Regions from separate parts of the Bombyx mori genome. Here region 2 is linked to region 1. A link is a contact called in public Hi-C data. All regions are on one chromosome and are shown on one strand. Each heading gives the region's core, a stretch centred on a gene start, on an enhancer-like site or on the middle of the called end of the contact. The rest is flanking DNA. Distances are from core to core; before and after follow the strand shown. Region 1 overlaps Gro (groucho). Region 2 has its middle 15 kb from the start of Gro.

Region 1 (3,076 bases), core at 252-2,751:
AGGAAACAGATTCGTTGTTTTGCTTTGATACGAGTTTATCGATTCTTTGAAGTTATAAAAATACGATTCATAAATCTAATGCTTACGACAATAGAAACGTGGATCGTAAAACAAAATAAGACGATGAAAGAAATGCTCCGACGACATTCTATTCTTCTCATAATAATAGGTATATTTATGCTTACAATGTAATTCAATAGAAAAATGTTTAAGATGAAAGGAAAAATTCTCGGGCCGGATGAGCCGTAAACTGATTACATAATTTGATTGGAAGTGACGAAAGAGCGGCCCCTAACTCAGTCCGGGGCGTCGAAAAACAAGAAGCTTCAACTAAGCGACAGGGGAAAAGTTAATGCGGCTCTTGGTATAAGCGCGAGATACGGCGGCCTGCGATGCAATATTTATCACCGGCCGTGAACGTGCCCGGGAAGAAATGACAAATTCATGTTACTCGACGCGCCCCGGCCCCACGCCGCCCCGATTTATTCTCCTCGTAATTTTTATCAGAGGGCGCGAGACCCGACGTAAACTAGATAGAAATGTTTCACGACTCACTTGTTTATAAAGCGATCGACGGGGAAACAGATACGGGTATATTTACACGCGCGCACATGTTCGATTACCTATCTGTAAAGATAATGTTGTATAAACTTACATTTTACGCTTGTATTTCGCGCACTCGTATCGATGTTTTTACTTTCCAATTACTAAGAAAGTGTCTGAATGAGATTAATCGGAATCGGTCCGTGTATCCGCATGCGAGGTCGCACGTTCTTATCGATCAGTACGAGTTACGTGAATATTGTTTCAATGCGAACATTCGTGTATAGGTGAACACGAGAGGGAGTCGGTATCTGGAAGCTATTACCTTCTGAGGTCGGGCGCCACCCTCGGAATCGACGGCGCGGAATAAAATCAGAACGAGAAATGATTTACCCGCCGATATTGTTGCGATGACAACGTTTCATTCCCTTTCCTCCCCGTCGCATCGCTCCGTAGACAACTTTACGCACATTGCTCGAATACAATGGCATGATACTTCGCGTTATCTATCCCTCTCGAGTTTTCGACTCGCACTGCTTTAATGCGCTGTTAGTTCATCGAACCGAAACTTTATGTACTTTAGCGCCGAAGTTGGGTTATGATAATAATAATTTGTATTGTTTACTGATTTTAATTTATATTTCTTTTATAAGTATCGTTTATGAATATATAAAACGATATACAAAAATACTTAAGTGATTTTTAATAGATTGCCTAACTTTTCCCCAATTGACGAATGCTCTCTGTTCACAAATCGGCGACAAAATCGTCTCAAATCAGATGGAGACAGGAGTAGCAGCGCGGGCGGCCACTCTCAGGGGAGAGCCCCTTTGATCCCGAGCTGACCCGAAAATAAAAAAAGGTTCGTAATAAAAAAGGACCGACATACGGAAGGTGGCGCCGTTTTTTTTATTTAAATTAGAGTGTTTTATAGGGGGAGGTCGATATTACGTTTTGCCGGTGTCTCGAAGGCTGCTCAGTGAGCTATATCCGCACATGTGCGTAAATCCTCTCGGCTGAGGGCGACGGCCCTCTTAGTACTTTAGGTTGCGGAGTGTTTCCCGTTTTCCATATTATTCAGAAGGTATACTTAAGATTGATTCTGTCAATAAACCATGAAGACATGAAATTAGAGCTCAAATTATTGCATTGTAAAATCTATACTACTTAAAAACTAAAAAGATTTAAATATAAATTCAGAAAGAATATATTATGTCAAATGAATGGGACAAATAATTTTGATGCGGAGTCAATACAACGGAATGTGAAAACAGCAACATAGTAGATGGGACGGTGATCGAGTTGGCCGGCAGCCAGTTCTTCACGGTACTCGAGAGAGACTATAAGCCGCAGACAGATGAGCGACGAGTGACTTCCAACGCTTTATTTTTGTCCTCATTATCTTTAAAGTGATTTATTTTCGTCACCGGTACACACCTATTCACGGATTCCGAACGCGGTAACGTTAACACATCGCGAGAATAGGTCACACTAACAACTTGGCACCGGACTGCGAATGAGCCTATTGAAATAATGCTTGCAATGAAGTCCTCACGACACTTGCCGCATGAAAAATACAATTAGAGTATTGTGAAATGATTTAGAGAAACGCAATTCGAGGACGAATCATTTTTCGTTGTCGGTTTGAGTATCGTTTGTGAGATAGAAAATGAGTGAAGTCACACAATAAATGCGTAGAGATTGATGCGAACTGATATGTTTTTCAGCCACGCTCATTTCAAAAAAAAAACGATTCGAATTATACAAACACGTTAATTCGTGGCGAACGTGCCAGACTGTAGAATAATAAAATAATTTTCTATAATGGTCGTAGTTTGTAGCAATTTTATCGATAGTTCGTCTTTGGCTGGAAGCCAACCGACCCGTCTTGAGCGGCTTAGATCGTTTAATTAACGACCGTCGAACTTGCGACCTGTTGAAAGCCGCGCTTTTAGAGAATCAACTCACTTTACACGTACCACTGCTCGTTTCGTATAAGTATTTTCATTTTAAATTCGTTTAACGAAGCGATATTAACGATGTCACCAATTAAATATATATATTTTTATGCCGATCATTCTTTATCTTGACATCGTACGTCAGAAGAAGCGACAGCTTGTAGCAAACAAATTTGTTTAAATTATGTAGGTACCTACATTATTTCGAAACTATCCGTAATGGTGTTATTCGAATATAAAAGAATGTTATAGGTTAGGCACGTGTATTGCATAGTTGTGTTTGTTGACGCTTGACTAATATTGAGAAGAGCGTCGACCTTCCAATTGTTTGGTAATCGAGCTACAGTCGAATTACTGAGCAATGACAGCCCGGTGACGAGGTATCGCGAAACGTTTGGACAGATGCCACACACCCGTGTATTATTCGCTTCGGTGTTAGGCTTGAGATCCAGTAAAGATATAGAGCAAAGTTTTAGACAAAAAATTATTATTATTTATTTATATAATTCTTCTGTACGTGTGTATGTATGTCACTGTACTCCTCTTAAACTGCTGGACCAATTTGAATGATTTTT
Region 2 (3,076 bases), core at 379-2,878, 48 kb after region 1:
AAAAATACTTGTCGTTTTAGTATGTTCGAATTTCGCGAGTCTATCAGAACCAATATTGTAGCGTACCGTATAAGGTATGTACTTGTAAATAATTCAGTATTTAAATAAACCACGCTGTATTACGTTACTGATTAGTAACAGTATGTCCTTTGCTGGTGTTGTCAATGTTACCACACTAAAGAGAATTCCTTAAATTAAACTTTCCTTTTTTTTTACGTAACCGTTAATATTAACAAAGACGATATTTGAAATTGTTAAAATTAAATCGCGTTATATCTGATATGCGTTATTCGATTGAATATTCATTATTGTATTGATTATTCGATATGAATATTCGCAAATGTTTTAAAAAACTTATAAAACAATCCTCGGCCTCGTTTGCCGAGTGGAACCTAACTGACGTAACGATATTCGACTCCCACCGAAGATTTAAGTATGTGTCCACTATTTTGTTAGTCGAATCGCTTATCGCCACATGGGCCGTGAACCGCTCGAAAAGGTCAAAATAGATTTTTCTAGCTACAATCTATCTACAGTACCTATCGACTATATTACATTGGTCCCTACTTAATTTTCAAACTACACGAATTTAACGGTTGCATTCAAATAAACGATACGTACTATCACAAAAATAAAAAATCTTATTTCAAATCTGTTTTTTTTTTTGTTTAACTTAAGAATAAGTACTCTTCATAGAAAATTTTAATCGAAAAGCTAAGGGTAAGTAATTAAAACGCTACATAATAAAATAAAATAAAACTACTTATTCATTCATTATTATTATTATTATTATATTATATATCTTTCTGGGGGCCGTCGTTATGGCAACATTTTCCGTGCGTGGGTATGACGAATCATTCGGTGCAATAACGTATTTGTTTACGAAGCACATCTGTTCTATGCTAATGTAACACGACTTGTACAATTGCGACGTCGACTACTTGAATTAGGTTATTGTTTTACGATTAGTACTAAGTACGTATCTCACTCATAATAATTAATTGAAACGGCGAAAAATCCTTCATGCCTAGAAGTGGGATTGGAGATATGCCTAGATTTAAGGGCGGAGTAGATATTAAGCAATTCAGACTCAACCTCACGTCTTGAGATAAGTCTCATTACTACGTGACCTATGATCTACATAGTAAGGAAATCTTATTTTCTCCCTAATCGTTGTAAGCCTAAGGGGCTATTTCAACTACGCGCGGACAGGTAGGTGAACTCACAGACTCAACCTAAGAGAATTGCTAACACTAGCCCTAACAAGAGCAGTACTTGACTAAATCTACCATCCGATCGGAATCGCGACCTACTGAGTAGATCCGGCGAGGAACTCAGTGGGTTCTATCTATGTGGTAGGTTACACGGCGAACTCTTCGTCGAAAAAGGACAGTGACCGGTGCTTGAAGAGCTTGAAAGCAACGAGAGCGGATCAAGTTGGAAGACATATTTTTGTTGCGGCTTTACCTTGCCCCGTCTAGGTCCGATATGTAATTAGCAGCCACGATAAGAGGGTTATCGTGTCGCGCCGCTTTATCAAAGTTCGAATACTATGTACCTCCGAGTGATGTAAACGGAGTGGCCAAGTTACACCGAACAAGTGCTGTGTGAACACAATGCGAGCTGCATGTGTGTGCGTGTGGGCTGACGGCGGCGCAACTGTGTCAATTGGAAGCAATTGTCGCCATCACTCATTGTACTCCCGACGACGTACGGAACCCGTGATGCTGGACAGGTTACATATTAAACACGGATCGAATGCATAGCTTTCGCCTTTTGCGGAAATCAAAACTAGTAGGTAGGGGTGTAAAACGTGATTTATGTCATAATATTTTTTTAAAGATTAATCTTTGTTAGCATAACAATAAAGTTCTTTATCATTTAAAATGGCCAGTAAAAATTTGATACTTTTTTATAGTTTAATTAAAAAAATTAGGTTATATAGAACAAGCTATGAAATTCACGAATACGTACCTAAGTCTTATCTACGAACCGCTTTTTGCAACGAATTTTGGCCCTAAATCTATAGATTTGTTTTAAGATCAAAAACTTTGTGGTCTAACCTACTGGAAATAAGATTTAAATTACATAGTAGGTAACAAGCTATAAAATTCCCAATATATGTATAAGTATCTACGAACCGCTTTTTCTAAAGAAATTCGGCCTTAAATCTATAGACTTTTTTAGATCGAAAACTTTGTAGCCTTATCTACTGGAAATAAGGTTTAAATTACTTAGTATAGGTACATTTCGTGTACCTACATAATAGGTGCACGTTGATGTTATAAATTAAATTAAATAAACATTTCCAATAATTGCAAAGTAAACATAAATTAATTTCAAGGAAACGAACGTACGTACTCAATAGTCCTAAAATAGTTTTCCCTGAAGTCCTACGGGTGTTTGTATTAACATTGCAACCGTGTTGCGGTCTCTTTGATAAATATTCAAATGTAATTAATTTGGATATTATTATAAAATTTTGTACTACAAATTCAATAACATATCTCATTAAATTAATAATCTTTAAGGAAAACTATTCGTGTAGGTAGGTAGGTATAGGAGCGAGAAATACGTTAATATATTTTTAATTAGAATAATGCAAGGACTTAGTTAATTATTTAACTTAATACAAATAAATAATTAATAAATATCGTCCTATTTTAGTATTTATTAACGAAAAATATTTACAAGTGACAACAGTTTAGATAATTAATACTTTTTAGGATCATTCCACAAAGTATCAAGTAATTACACGTGGAATAATAAGATTAGCTGTTCCACTAATCAAAGACATATTTAAATAGCTGAAATGTTAGATTTTGACATAGTTCGTAGGTACTACTTGTGTCGGCGTTATATCAAAGCTTTAAAACCAATTGGGTGAGATTCACAACTCATTAAGTCCCCTATGCTTATCAAAGAGATATAAATCCATAGATCTATAATACTAGATAACTATGTCTTACTGAAAAACCTATACACATTATTATTCAACGGTATCTTAATATGATATCAACATTAAATGCGCTCCCGATTTTTGTCGATTCGATATGTAAATGTATTTAAGTGCCTA

Evidence for each region. A called contact is a pair of places that touch in the nucleus more often than the background predicts.
Region 2: a contact with region 1 is called in a Hi-C map of middle silk gland, with 2.9 times the contacts expected there. The contact joins two enhancer-like sites. A contact is called at or near these places in 5 of 7 Hi-C or Micro-C datasets (middle silk gland, midgut, posterior silk gland and 1 more).

What each region holds. Positions count from the first base shown.
Region 1 is chr21:9,425,495-9,428,570 of ASM3026992v2, forward strand. The region is part of intron 5 of Gro (groucho); the gene reads right to left. Among protein-coding and RNA genes, the nearest start is that of Gro, 33 kb to the right of the region's middle. Within about 2 kb of position 1,502, at least 5 of the 8 cell types and tissues checked have open chromatin away from gene starts, as enhancers often do.
Region 2 is chr21:9,472,868-9,475,943 of ASM3026992v2, forward strand. No RefSeq gene overlaps it. Among protein-coding and RNA genes, the nearest start is that of Gro, 15 kb to the left of the region's middle. Within about 2 kb of position 1,629, at least 7 of the 8 cell types and tissues checked have open chromatin away from gene starts, as enhancers often do.